Linked DNA regions of Drosophila melanogaster: region 2 is linked to region 1. Evidence: chromatin contacts called from public Hi-C data. All regions are on one chromosome and are shown on one strand. The core of a region is the stretch at or near the end of the contact, and the rest is flanking DNA. Distances in the headings are between cores, read along the strand shown.

Region 1 (7,926 bases), core at 3,586-6,085:
ATTTTATTTTTAGCTGCAATTCCAGGGAAGTGAAGATCATCATCCGTTTCAACATCAGAATTTCTAAATTTTAGATCTTCAATATGATTTGGTAAAGACTGTAGGTGCACAGTCTCACTCGGAGAATCACAAGCCTTGCTCTGACTTGCGAACATTTCTGAACAATTTAAAATTACAAGTGAAGGCAATTATAAATTCTTCGACACTTTGAATATACTTCTTGGTTCTTATTCTTGTTTCTAACACTTATGCAATTATGCAAATTTTAATGTCAGCTACATTTGCCATCTTTGTAAAATGTCTCTCTTAAACAACATAGAAAGCAAGCGAACAAAATTTGTAACATCATTGAAGAGCAGTTCGATCTGCCTACCCGGCTCAAAAATGTTGGACGAGGTTGGATATCTAAGTTAAATGGCACATGATTATTGGCTAATAATTTAAAGTGCAATAATTTTAGCTGCCGTCGTTTAAGTGAAAATTGCGTTTGTAGACCTGCAGGATTTAGGCTCTGATATTTTTTTGGTTTGCTTCTTCTCCAGTTCTTTATTAATCATCCAAAAAACGTAATAAAATTTAAAACAGCTCCTCCGCTTCCCACACGCTTCTCAAAAAAAAATTGCTTGATGTACTCCTTTTGTAAAATCTTCAAGCTTAATCTGGTTCCTCTGGGCAGGACACCCTTTAACTTGTTAAGTGGTAATGTGAATACACATACACCAAAGCACGCGTTGAGCACATTTCTGTATAATATCTTACTTTTTTCCAGTTTCTTCTTTATAACACCTTGATATGAATTCATTACGATACAATCCCTCGGATTAAATTCTTAGTATGACAGGTGCGAATTTCTTGGCAATGGTAATTAAGAATGATGAACTTTAGTAGTCTGTGCAAAAAAGTATCGATTTAAAATTAAAAGTGGAATTCCACGTAGGGAACATAACTATTTTTTTTGTTTGTTATATACCTCAATTTCAATCATTTTAATAAAAACACCGTTCAGTGGCACATTAATAGCTACCCAAGCAAAATCAGGTATTAGTTCAATTTCTTTAATAGGCTCTTCCTTGTTGTTTGACCAAGTGATAAATTTCTGAAATGGAATGCAAATTGTAATATGTAATGAATCTAATAACGTTTTTTAATATTCAACTGTAAGCTAATTTCCCAATCGTAATATCTTTACTAATAATAATTCAATCTCACATCAACAGAAATTGAAAAGGCACTTAAAAAAATTATTTTTTAATATTTTTTATATATTTATAAAAATTGGATAGACAAAGGCAAAAACAATAAACTAGACAAACTAGAGCGGCATCTACGACATGGCTTAATCTCTAAACAAGTATACAAATTGGAAAAGAAATTGAGGTAGAATAACTGAATTTCTGCAGTGAGTTTTAATAACGTTTTCCTAATTATAGCTACATTCATATACATACATACATGTGTAGGTCCAGCAACTCCAATGTTGTTCCATAGATGACCAGTTCTGCAATGCGATTTTCATCCAGGTATTATTTTAAATTTTATTAATGGAAAGAAGTAGTTAAATAGGTAATAAATAATACAAAATGGACAAAACAAATTTTAATACACTCTGAAAATTCGTAAATAGATTAAACCTAACGCATAAAATGTGAGCTATACATGAAGAAATTTGTTAATAACACTCTTATGTACAGGAAATTTAATTAATTAAACATAATTTTATACATTATAATTATAAAAATTTGACGAATATATTTATAATAAAAAACCAACCAATACAAATTGGCGTTGCGTGGCCAGATTGACTCTGATATTTTAATATGCATCGACATTGAATGCTACAATAAAAACTAGTCTCATTTACGGTGGTCTGTTTAACTAATATCCAAAGTTACAAGAAGCAACTTCATGAACAACGAACCAATCATTTCCCATTTCACTGACATTGGCAATACCGGTGCAGTCAAAAAAATAACCCGAACAAATATGAATAGATAGCTAATCTTTACTTGGTAACTGAGACGCTTGTACTATAAGTTACTTCACTTAGATAAAAAAAATATGTATTTTAGATTAATTCATGTAAAAACCTTCACTTAGTAAAATGGCATCATTGTCATAGAAACTTCATCAAAACTTTTATATTTCGTGACATAATATAAAATCTATCAGTCCAAACATGTCATAGATACATGCATGTGTATGGAAGGACTGTGTATATACATATATTGTATCTAGATTCTAATATATATATCTTTACGCATATAGACATTATTTTAAAGCCATACTATGTAATAAACGTATGTTAAATTTACATAAACGTATAGTAACTTCACGATTTATATGTACGCCTTAAAAAACAAAATATTAAGGCAATGTGATGCGTTCACAATAATTACAATTCTTATTTTGGTGTCACCATAAAACTGCCTGTCCACATCCCTTTATTGATGGATTTCAAATAATGTTTAAGCGCACCCAAAAGTAAATACATTTAGAAAAAAATATTCAAATAGATATTTACACTGGCGATTTCTCTTTTACGCCAAGGTAGCTTCATAGAAGATCGAAGAGTTTTGGGACGATGGTGTATTTTATTTCCCGCTGCGGTGATCTGAATCCCATACATAGGTACAAATATACACATGTACTTTATTTACCTATTGTCATAACACTGAACTAATGCTGTATCTGTAATCATTTAACTTTTATTTTTTGTTGAAAATTCAGCAGTTGATACATAAGACATGCAACTGAAAATTCTTCTTTTTCTGAAATACAATTCAGGAATTCACTACGAGAAGGAATATTAATCAGCATATATGTATATAGTATATAGTCAATTTAGTATTTTAATTACATTTATTTATTGTTTTCCTGAGAAATGATTAAAATTTATGCATAGACTCAATTGATCCAAGTCATTCAAAGCCATCTTCAACGCTCGAGCTGCAATTCATTATTATGTATCCTAAGCTTTATACTAAAGAAGAGATTATAGTGTAGCTCGCGTATATTCGGTAGAATTTAATATATCACATATATATATATATGTATATATATATATATATATATATATATATATCATATATAAGCATAGGGCAAACACACGAAAACAGATATTCTAATAAGAATATTGTTTGTAATTATAATGGTAATATAAATGATTCAATGTAGACAGTTTGCACAATTTACGATGTTTATTTTAATAAAACAGATGTTCTAGACCAGAATCAGATTTTTACGAATGTGCTCTGTGGGATGGGCTACGACACCAAATTGTCCTTCTTGACCTTACGACTTACAGAAATGTGCTATACAAGAAAAATGGATTTATAAAATGGAATAATATGAACGTCTTGATCTCAGGAACTATAAAAGCTAGAAGGTTGAGATAAAGCATACAGATTCTAGACATAGACGCAGTGCAAGTTTGTTGCACCATATTGGCACGCCCACAAACCGCCCTAAACTGCCACGCCCACAAAGCGCCCTAAACTGCCACGCCTATACATTTGAAAAATGTTTTCGAATTATTCTCTGTCTTCTAAATTTCTATCGATTTGCCTTATAACTTTTTGCCACGCCCACACTTTTGCAAAATGTTAGGATATTTTTTCATATTAATATTTTGTCTTGTAAATTTCTATTAACATGACGAAAAAAATTTTTTTTACGTACACTCTAGAGCCGTAAAACCGCCCAAAACTGCCCCGCCCAAATTTTTTAAAAATGTTTGCGAATGTTTTACAGTTTTGTTAGTCTTGTAAATTTCTATCGCTTTGCAAACAATTTTTTGCAACGGCTTAGAGTTTACGACCTAATACCGTCCAAAACTACCATACCCACAATTTTGAGAAATGATTTAATTTTTTTGCAGTTTCTATCGATATTTAAAAAACAATATGTCAACCCACGCCCACTCTGACACCAAAAAGATGCCCAAATATATCCCGTTAACACCTTAGAGCATTAAAATTAATTTTTTACCCCAATTTCTTCCGATAAAAAATCATTTTGAAAATTGTCAGTATCACTTGAACTAGCTGAGCAACGGGTATCTGATAGTCGGGAGAGTCGACTATAGCGTTGTCTCTTGCTTTTAACTTATTTCCCTTAGAATGTTTTTTAATATAACAATAACATTTCCGAGAATTTCTAAGGCAGGCTCAGGTATTTGTAATAATTTTTTGGACTTCGATTTGGCCAAAATCTTATGATTGAAATGTTTGCTATCGGAATCTTAATTAAACAGTGAACAGCTGGCTAAGCTCTTTTCACATATTTTCTGGAAGCGTCCGCCTCTTCACAGTTTTATTTCCCATTTTCGCAATTATTTTCTTTACTGCACTTTAACCATTTATGTGATAAAATTAAAACGCATAATTTACAAAGAACCCTATCGCCCCCCTTAAATTAATGATTGAATTCTTCTATAATTTATAAGTTTTTTTTACTCTCCTATTTCGTTTTACTAACTGTATGGCAAACTTCCTGATAGCTTTTTGCGACCTTATTATCAACCCTTTGCCAAATCGAAAATTTTGCTTGTAAAATCTGAGTTGGGGTCAGAAATCAATTTTTTTTAAATAACTAAGGGGCAGAGTGATCTTGTGATGATGTGGCATAAACATCAATAGTCCAATGAGTAAACTATTTTATCCTAAGTAAATAAGATCTGCTTTGATATAAAAAAGGCACTTCGGCCAAAGTGCACATTTTACAAATCGAAAAAATTTTATAAATTCGAAAACCGGACCACCGACCTTGCGATTTCAAATCGAAATCCTAAAATTCTTAGAATTCGATTACCGGAGCATGCGCGTATAATAAAATCCTTTATAATAATGCAACAGCAGCACTGGTTGCGTAAATGGAATTTTGATATGGTAGGAAAACGATATAAAAAGTTTATACCTATCGAACTATTTTTGGTAATAAGCCGTCTGAACATTCTATGTAAATACATATAACACTGTCTATATATATCAATTCTTAATAATTGGTCAACATCTTAGTAATATTTATTTCTGTTAACTAAGATAAACTTTTCTTGATTCCTGTCCTTTTTATTGTGCTTTTAAAATAGTGATAAGCTATAAATACAGTAAAAATATGAAACGAAATTTATTGTAGGCTTAAAGGAATATAAATATGCATTTATATATCATATACTAATTGCGTGAATTTTACATACCTAAAAAATCTTTTTATTTGTATGAAAACTTTTTTTTTAATATTTAGGCCATTATATTAAATTATGACGCTTGGTGATGTACGAGTTGAGAACAAAATACAAACAAGAAGTGAAACCTGTGCTATCAATGGAATGGCTTTAGACAACAAGAATGGAATCATAAAACAGGTAATATTTATGCGGGTTACTACTATTCTATGTTGTCAAAAATACATTTATGGGGTTAAATTTAGTGATGTACGTATATGTATGTACATACATTCGTATATGGGCGTTTCCAGTAAATTAATACTCATTGCCAAAATAATTGGCAGATGCCATGTATGTATATGTATATGAATGTATTAATTTTTACATTTGTATAGTATACTCCTATGCATATTCACATACTGAGTAAACGAAAAATAATTATACCCATTAATCGTACCATTTTATAATACATATGTATACAAATATTTATGATTTAGATAATAAGCCGAGTCGATCTGGACATGTCCGTATAATGAGCTGTAATCTCGGGAACTAGCATTCCAAGCAAGCATATTTGATTCTTGGAACGTACATACATAAGTACATACACCTCTATTTCGTGCATTTTCTATTGAATTTTAGATTTCTTATTTGGGACATCGATCAGTTTTAAAACTGTATTTTCTTAGTTTGCATACTAGATTCATTGAAAAGTATGTAAGAGGTACAAATAAGCGTTTCCGGCCATACATATAAAGAATATATATTCTTGATCAGAATAAATAGCCAGAGTCGATCTTTTCCTGTCCATCCGTTTGTCCGTATGAACGTATCAATCTCAGGAACTATAAAATCTGGACTGTTGAGGCTAAGCATGCAGATTCCACAGCCGCATCGCAAGTTTGTTTCCAAAATTGCCACGCCCTCTAACGCCCACAAACCGGGCAAAAACTGTCAACCCCACACTTTTATAAAATATTTTGATATATTTTCATATATTTATTGGTTTTGAAAATTTCTATCGATTTGCCAAAAAACTTTTTGCCACGCCCACTCTAACGCCCTAAAGCCGCCAAACCGGAAATGCCTGTCAATGAATTGAGTTTTGAAGTAGTTCATCTGATTTATTATAATCAACATTTGGAAAAATCTGTCACGGAATTGTCAGAAATGTTTTCTGCATCGCGGAGAACAATTTATAACGTAATTAATCGCGTAATTAATTATAACGTCAGATTGGAATCAAACTGTGGAACAGGACGTAAAAGTAAAATTTAAGTCTCAGTCTAATAAGTCTAAGATAGCTTAAGTACTTTGTGCAAAGAATTTCTTGACAGTGTCAAATCTACGCAAACTTGGATTCAGTTGTTTTTCTCGTTCAGTGACAGAAAATATAACTTATTTTCATTGTCCAAACAATTTCTTGACAAACTGTACATCGATATCCCGGAAAATTATGAAAATTATGAAATTTTCAGTAGTTGAGTAACGGGTATCTGATAGTCGGGAAACTCGACTATAGCACTTTCTCTTGTTATTACCTCGCTAAGTGTTTCCAGTCGGAAGTCGAATTATTCCGGAACACAATGTTTCATAAGTATTTCTTTTGCCGGGGATGATACTCTCATACTCAGGAAGACTGCTATTGAGTGCTTTTAAAGAGTACACAAAGAATATTAATAACAAAAGTTTAATAAATATTTTCTTTTATATTTTATTTAACTACAAGCCTACATCTACACAATATCATATATAACAGTGATGGGAATAAATAATATAGAAATGTTAAACATATAACTATTAATATACTATTAATATTATGAAGATGCAGATATGAACATGGAAGCCTTCCATTTAATTCTTTTACCAAGCTTTACTGTTGGAAAAGGAAATTTCTTCGATGTTCTGTGAAAAAAGAAAGACGCTGTAATACTTATGTTTTTCCTCGATACGTTCTCGAACTTCCGACTGAATTTATCTTTGATATCCGAAATTTTTAAAGGAAAAAAGATATATTAATTTCCATATTAGTGTACTTTATTGACATTACCAAATTTCATCCCCATATAAAAATCGAATGCAGGTATTGCATTGAAAAGTATGAATTGAAGTATGAAAAGTATTGAAAAGTATGAAAAGCATTTGAAAATAACAACAGATATACCTGTTACTCAGCTAGTGGAAGTGAGAACGCGAAATTTCATATTTTTTCTGCGTGGCAAAATGTTTTTTTAGTTAATGGCTAAAAATTTTCAAGACTATTTAGATTATGAAAAAGATCAAAATATTTTTCAAAAGGGTTTTCGTGACAGGTTTGAGAGGTTTGTGATCGTTATAGCAAAAATAAAGCAAAAATTGTTTCGCCAAATGAATACAAATTTACAAGACTAATAAAAATATGAAAACATATCTAAACATTTTTCAGAAGTGTGGGCGTGGCAGTTTTAGTCGGTTTGTGGTCGTTAGAGAGGCTGAATGTTTTTTGGCATATCGATAGAAATTTACACAACCAATACAAAAATCAAAAAACATTTTTTTTGAGGTTTTTGGGCGTTAGAATTGGCGTGGCAAAAAGTTGTTTGGAAAATCGATAGAAATGCTTAATCTCAACCTACTATCTTTAATAGTACCTGAGATCTCGACGTTCATACGGACGGAAAGACAGACAGGGCTTTTGATTCTGATAAAAAATATATATACTTCATATAGTTGGAAACACTCCATTCTGTTTGTTTTATACTTTTGAACGAATCATCTCTTTT
Region 2 (7,926 bases), core at 2,379-4,878, 740 kb before region 1:
GCACATTGTAATACTTGAAGAGGTCTTGGCTTTATCCTTGTCAAATGCTAACCCAATGAGTTGGGCCCTCAATAATTAATAAAAGTTCTAAAAACGAGCACAATAACAATACAACACATATATCTCCTTCTTGTTGTGAATTTTAATTCTGTCGAGCATGCCGAGTGTGTATATATTTGGACTTATAACTTTAGAGTAATTAAATGCTTAAACAAGAATAATAACAAAAATGTATGTATTTATACACGTTCCTCGTAGAGTAAATTCGTTGAAAAGTATGTAACAGGCGGAAGGAAGCATTTCCGATTATATAAAGTATATATATTCTTGATCAGGATCAATAGCCGAGTCAATGTAGCCATGTCCATATGTCCGTATGAACGTCGAGGTTTTTTCTAGTCTAACGCCTTGAAGCCGCCGAACCAGTCACTCCCACAATTTGGAAAATTTTTAAAATTTTTTTTCATTTTATTTCCCAAAATCTATTGATATACCGAAAAATGATGAAATTTTGCGTTCGCATTCACACTTGCTGAGTAACGGGTACTCGGGGTACTCGATTATAGCATAGCATTCTCTCTGGTTTTTTACTAAACATTTATTTCATTTTAAAGTGCAGTCTTTAAAAATAAAATAATAAATAGCTTCTGTTTGCAAAATAATATAAACACACATTTATATATGTATTCCATATGAATGTCAAAATCAGTTGCTAGAATTTGTAAGCTAGAATGTAGCAGAAAGCTAGCTAAGTTCCCCGAACTTCCTTCCTTACACGAAAAAAAAAAAATTAAAAATGAGTTTAAAGTGCCTTAATAATTTAACCATTTTCAATATAATTTCAATATAATTCTAGAATTATAAACAAACTTAAACTTCACAACACAAAAAAATTGGACACTTAAAGTCTACGTCAACTCTACATTACACATATTTTTTATAAAACCTTTTTAATATCTAACAGCTTTACCCTCGTAACTTTATCTTTTCACTATTCATTTTTTTTGTCAATAGATACTTTGAAATAAATACTTACATATATTTTAATATTTATACTTTATTTAATGAGAATTTCGTCCGTAACGTTGATCTTTATTTCACGTATTTGGCAGCACTTACAACGGAGTATTTTACAACACTTTTTAAGTAGAGCAATTATTTCCAAATGATCCGACCTAAGACAAAACTTAACTAACAAATTCTATTTCGCAAAACCACATAAGAAAAAAAAATTTATTTTTTGGTTAAAATGTTATTCATATTAAATTGTGCAGGCCTCCGAGCAGGAAACTGCTCAGTATCGAGACCAAAATTTCATGTCATAAAACTTAACGGTAACAGCAAAATCTAACATTCCGTAGAGTTTAATTTAAATTCAATACACTAAATATCACAGAATGTATGTGCCATTCATTTCCCTGCTTATCCTGAGTAAGAACTGAACATACTTCTCGAAGGTATTCCCTCATTATCCTCGTTTCTTTCGGACGACCTACGTGATGAATATCCTTCAAAAATCATCTAGCAAAACAGCCTGTAGCGGCGTTCATTGAAAATGTTCGTTTCCGTGAGCTATGGGCACCTACACGATATATATAGAAAATTCTTGCCTACTATTTATTTTACGTGGGGCGTGTCGTTTGAATAGAGACCTCAAATTGATATATCTACGAGGCTATTTTTCGTAGAAATCGCGTCTTAGCCCACCACCCTATGAGCGCTTCGGTGCGACTGTATATATTTGGGAGCTCCCACACATGATTAGATTTCCTTTCTGTACTGTGAAGGAGACAGTAATCCGTTACTACTCCATAATATCAAGGACACCATGTTATTGTTCAAATGTTTAAAAATGTTTAAAAATTCAAAATTCATGTTTATTTAAATATTTTTAACACCTACACCATATGCATATCATTCGATTTCTGGAGGCATACTAGTAATCTTATAATTCTAGTCCATGATCTAATATTATAGCACAATAAAGCTAAATTAAATAACTACTTCCATTCTTAATATATTTATCTTTTTTGTATCATGGCGACTTCAGCGTGCCGAACTTCACTATTTTCTTAACAAAATTAATAGTTCAGAAATTTAGCTTAAACCATAGAATTATATGGGGATTCAATCAACTCTAATCTGGATAACCGTCCCATTGTTACTTATGAGGTTCAAATTTAATATATATTTATTTGTCTTTATCTTGCACTTAATGGGAACCAACATCAGGCTTACATATTATGCACTCACCCTGTCGTTGTAACTGTGTTGAAGGCCTTTCCACGTTGGTTAACGACGTACTGTAGGAGATTATATGTATAAAGTTTAACTGCCTTAGAAGCCGTTTTCATCCTTGCCGAGATAACGAGAAGCCTCGCCTACTGCTCGCCATTCCTTCTCATACTCCTAACTTGGAGCAGGCTGAGATCCTGCTGTTGCAATGATATTTTTTCCCCCACACGCAGGAACGCTCAGAACGGGTGCAACTGACTTTAGGTCTCGTTACGAAGTCTGCGTTTTTGGTTTACATTTTGAAATGACCCTTACGCTAAATTAAAAGCATTATAAGCGATGCGTTAAGCGCCCGATCTGGGAACAGTGCCAAAATTTCAGATGTACTCACTGCCTCGAAACGTGGTAAAGATTAAGATCGCTCGAGCTTCGCTGTTATACGATTAAGGTATCCGAAAATCCTTCAGAACATGGGCATCAGCGTTATGGGCGTCATATCGTTTTCAGACAAATCACATGCACCATTGGCGATTTTCGTTTCCAATATCTGGGCGTTCATACGTACGAACAGACAGTTATACAAAAGACAAAAGGGGTGCGTATACATCGCAGCAAATTTTTGACACATACCCCTCACTTCATGACTTATGTAAAAAGACCAAAATAATCACAAACCAGGTATTCATTTTGGATCAAACCAGACAAACGTGGTTATGAAAACGGTTATGAAAATAATGTAACCATATTAAAATTTATATATATATATATAAATATATATATCCACTACTATATATATATATATATATATATATTTAAATATATACATTTGTATTTATATATTTATTCAAAATAAACTAATACATCGTTTACTTACACTTTACTATTTCTACTGTTATGTTATAATACTGAAAAACTTGAACTTGAAATGAAAATCGACTGCTTGTTAAATATAAAATTATTAACAATTCCGAAAGACTAAGTTTCAATACAAAGCTAACAACAAGGTAGGAATCTAGCTTTGGCAGTGATAATAATTAAATAATAATATTAAAGCAAGAATTCCCGTTACTCAACTTAAAGAAAAAAATCAACACATAGTTAGTGGTCGTGGAAACATCGTCTGCGTCTATATCTATAGAATCAGCATGCTTTAAGTTCTAGTTCTTATAGTTCCTGAAAGCGAGACGTTCTTACAGACAGACGGATTGGTTGATTTAAAGATTGACACTTATGCATTCTCTAAATCCCGGTGCTTGATGTTGCAATGTGAAGACAAGGGTGATGTATCTGTCAACTAGTAGTAGTGGAGCTAGTGTATAAGAAGCAAAAGTGGCAAGAATACCCCTGTGCTAAATTAAATTGGAAGCTTGACATATCGCAAGACGGCCACGCTGGCCTTGCTCTATCTTATGTTGGCGTTGGTATTTTAAGATATCTCGGTGGTACGTGTAAGTTGAATATTTTTACGAAATTCAATTTAAAAAATTTTTTTAGGATGTGCAGTTATAGTGGCTTGATTTTATTAAGATTACCAGAAGAATTAACTAAACAATCTTTAAAATAAAACACACCCGCCCAGTGTGATAAAGTCACACAAATCAAAAATTTGTACATACATCACTGTGTGTCTGTATGCGTCCAGATACTTACGAATTTTTTTTACCTTTTAGATCTATATTAGTTCTATTAGTTCTATATTTCAAACATGAAAGCTCGAATCAGACATTTCAATTCTATAAACATGTTAATTTTAATGTGTGATGAGGGTGCATGTGTATTTCGCGTTCGTGTGTGACAATCAGTTTGATATTTTAGGTTAGGTTTCTGTGTTGCTTTTATATTATATTATTTTACTTTTACTATCCATTCTGTAAAGCTCTGGTAAGTTTTTTTTTATCACTAGTTCTTAACTAAGCTTTAAAATAAATCCTTTGTTGTACTGTTTGCTTTGAAAAAGACTTGAAGCTGTTTGCTTTATTTATAGAACTTGAACTGTTTGAAAAATAAACAATTGTGCACAGAATCATAAAGCCATTAGGAGTTTAACAAAAACACTGAAAATTTGATTTCATTGCCTTTCTTACAAATAAATCAACCAAAAACTTTTTTGAACTTATTGTCAGCATAACATTAAACAAGAGGCAAATAAAAATGACAGATTCAATGAAATTTGGCCCGGAATGGTTGCGCAATATGTCAGCCGAGCCTTCGGGCTCTCCCAGTACCTACAACGTTGGTAATGCAGCTCAAAACAATTCGATTGGAGGGCACAACCTGGGAAACAACACGGCGGCATCCGCTTCCCGTAATCTATTTCCAGAATACCGGTACGGACGCGAGGAAATGCTGTCCTTGTTCGATCGGAACTGCCTACTGCCGCAGATCCTGCCATCGTTCAAAAAGCTCTTCGTGGAAAAGGTTCAGTGCCCTCTTGCACTGACACCGAGCTCCGAGGAGGACATCAACCAAAACTCACTTGGCAATAACGTATGTGAAGTAATTTGACATGAGTTTTAGAACATAATTTACTTTTCTTTGAAACTAGTCTCGTCCTGCCTGGTTGCAGCGCTCGCCCAGTGGATTTGGTAGTGCCTCCCGAGGCTCTGGACGTGGTGGAACCGTTGACCGGGGACGGATGCGCGGAAAATCGGCCTATCATCCGATATACCAACGCCCAAGCGGTCTATATGATGAAAGCTTATCGGTTATATCAAAGGTAATTGCAAATACGAACTAAATAAGGAAGTACGATTAGTTGTTGATTTTTTCTGCCAGGCCGAACGCACATGGAGCGACCGCAACGGAACTGGAGATTCTGCGGCAACCACCACCTCCACTAGTGGCTCTGGTGCTCTAGATTGGAATGGAACTCCAAGCTCAAGTCCTCGAAAAGATTATTCTAATAATCATCGCAACTTGGAAAACTGGCGACGAACACGTAACGAAGATGGATCCGGTGATGGTCCATCCTCCAGCGGTTCCATGAGCGGACCCGATATTGCTGGTTGGCGGAGCGGTGTCGTCGGTGGAAGTACAAACGCAGGTTTTGGTACCAATAGCCATCGGTGGGGTCAGTCAATTACCTTTATATTATTATTTTTCATTTTTACTCCTACACATATGAGCACAATAATACATGTACTGCTATCTCTATCATGTAAATTTGACTTTCCAAAACTTTCCCCAGCCTATATAGTTGGCTATTCATTCGATACCATTCATGCTACAATCTGTTGTAAAGTTTGTGTTTCTTTAAAACGTATTCTAAAAAACCTTTTCATAAATATATTAAAATTAAGATTAAATGTTTTAGTTAATGAAGTATTTTATATGAGAATATTTAAACAAAAATGCTAATAGACCAGCTGAAATCCCTATGGTAATTTCTATGCAATGCATCAGGCCTTGTTTTTATTTCATTCCTAAAGTACATCGCTGGTAGCTTTAGTACGTTTTCAAATAATGATCTTTTTTTTTCCAGAATAGACTTGATTTATCAAAATTGAAAAATAAAAAAACGCGAGCCCATTTTAAGTGTTATGTATCAAAGTCCAACTAACTAACAGTTCAAACTATTCAAATATGGGCTTGCCTATACATAACAACGTAACCAAATATACTTTTTACACTTTGATACGCTTTACGCTTTATTAAAATGTACTTCTTCACCCGGTAATCTTCTATCGAAGTTTGGATACTATAATAAATTGTATATATAATGTATTTATAAAATTTTTGTCGTGCTTAGTGATTAAGAGTTAGTGTTCTGCCGCTATGTGGATCAGGTGTACAATCACTGACATATTTGCTTTCCTACTTGTATATCTGAATATCGCTTGCATTTCTAGTATCTAACTAAATGGGTAACAGTTTTGCAATAGCTCGACTATAGCGGTTTTCTGTTTAGTAAGTTTGCTATATTTGCTAAGAAGATGAACCAAGTTAAAATTTAAATAGTCCAAGTTATTGAACAACAGTATAGAACTTAAAAAAAAATTTTTTTTAGGAAGATCTACAAGCTGGCGTGATGAAGATCCTAGCGTCGACAATGCAGCTAGTTTACAACGCTCAATTTCAACAGTTGCGACTTTAAGTACAGATCGGACTGGAAACAATAAAGGATCTGGAATCGGAGCTGCAGAGGGAGTAGGGAGCATATCGCACCCACGGTTGTCGAGTTCTAAAATATCTCAATTATGGACTGTTAATAATGCAGCCGGTGTTGATGCCGACGAAAATCTACCCGAATGGGCAATTGAAAATCCATCGAAATTGGGTGGCAGTTTTGATGCTAGTGGAGCCTTTCATGGAGATACTGATCTAAAACCTATCAAAAGTTCGCATAATACTTTAAAAACCAAAAGCTTAGACTCCTATGACGATGTAAAAAGACCGAAAAGTAAAGACCTGTCTGATCCAGATAGTGGAAACGATATAACTCCAGAAACCTCATTAACGAAAGATACCAATACAACAGCTGTGCAAGAAGAAGTTGAAAGCAGTTTATCTCCAATAAGCTCTACAACGACAAAGGAAGTGATCCATGGAGATATTTCAGATCGGATTAAAGAGGTCGCCGATGAAGTAGAAAAACTTATAATGGATGATGATCATAAAATCTCTTCGAATCAAAGCCAACATCAAAATCATGACGGGTTTACAGCTGCACTTCCAAGAATGGCAGACATTGAGATAAACGTAAAACCGAGTGTTACAGCAGTGCATCGGCAAGCACCTTCCACCATGCCTATACAAATTACCCCTACAATTACAGATGTCGCTCCACCATCCCATGCAGTTGTGTCGTTTTCGGATCATGAGACAATGCAACACCATAACATGCACCACCTGCCACAATTTCCAATGATTCCTACACCGCATATCATCACTCCAAATCTAAACGAATTGTGGTTTTACCGGGATCCGCAGGCAAATGTTCAGGGGCCATTTAGTGCCGTTGAGATGACGGAATGGTATCGCGCTGGCTACTTTAATGAGAACCTGTTTGTACGCCGGTACTCTGATAATAGGTTTAGACCGCTGGGAGAGCTTATAAAATTTTGTCATGGTAACATGCCATTTACGCACAGTCACCTACTTCCATCTCCGATAGAACTAGAGAACATTCCTGTTGGTCAAATACCAGCCCCTCTAACGGCGTCACTTTCAATTACACCCCATAAGCCATCACCGATTCCTATCGCACTTTCTGTTGTTGAACAGCAGTTGCAGCAACAAAGAGATGAGCAACTAAAGGCAAATGTTACAGCAACAGCTGAAGCTCTACGTGCTGCAATAAAAGGAAGTTTTGGCGGAAATAGCATTGGTAATACGTCTCATTTGCTTACAATGCGGTTTCAAATGCTACAGGATCAGTACATACAGCACCAGGAATACCAAATACTAGCTGAGCTATCCAAAAATGAATGCTTTCAACGTCTTTCGGCTGTCGAGCAAGAAACAGTTGTTCGTCGGAAAGTTCAATTGCTGGGTCTTCCTGAGTATTTGATCAGCTTAAACGGATTAAGCAATTCTTTGTCCGTACTGAACCCCGTTGCCGGTAGACAGTTGTACAGGGCAGTGGTTGAGCACGCCAAGAAGGATCAACAACATATTTTTGCAAACACCGAGCAGCAACGTTCAGTGGGAAATTTACTGGATGCTAATAATTTCATTCTAAATGCCCAAATA

Evidence for each region. Hi-C and Micro-C count contacts between places; a contact is called where the count stands out from the background.
Region 2: a contact with region 1 is called in a Hi-C map of the Kc167 cell line, with 3 times the contacts expected there. The contact joins the promoter of Gyf here to the promoter of Ank in region 1. A contact is called at or near these places in 17 of 107 Hi-C or Micro-C datasets (the Clone 8 cell line, the Kc167 cell line, the PNm cell line and 7 more).

Annotation. Positions count from the first base shown.
Region 1 is chr4:126,758-134,683 of dm6, reverse strand. It overlaps Ank (Ankyrin), which reads left to right and starts at 4,835. Exons shown (of 12, transcript NM_001169348.2): 1 at 4,835-4,886; 2 at 5,242-5,362. The coding sequence starts at 5,258. anne (anne boleyn) reads right to left here and starts at 2,464. Exons shown (of 11, transcript NM_205865.2): 1 at 2,397-2,464; 2 at 1,453-1,498; 3 at 971-1,096; 4 at 1-13. lncRNA:CR43956 (long non-coding RNA:CR43956) reads left to right here and starts at 1,810. Exons shown (of 1, transcript NR_073614.1): 1 at 1,810-2,010.
Region 2 is chr4:862,727-870,652 of dm6, reverse strand. It overlaps Gyf (Gigyf), which reads left to right and starts at 3,628. Exons shown (of 10, transcript NM_001169357.4): 1 at 3,628-3,677; 2 at 4,359-4,722; 3 at 4,781-4,951; 4 at 5,011-5,305; 5 at 6,242-7,926. The coding sequence starts at 4,387. It also overlaps a transcript of unc-13 not described here and asRNA:CR43425.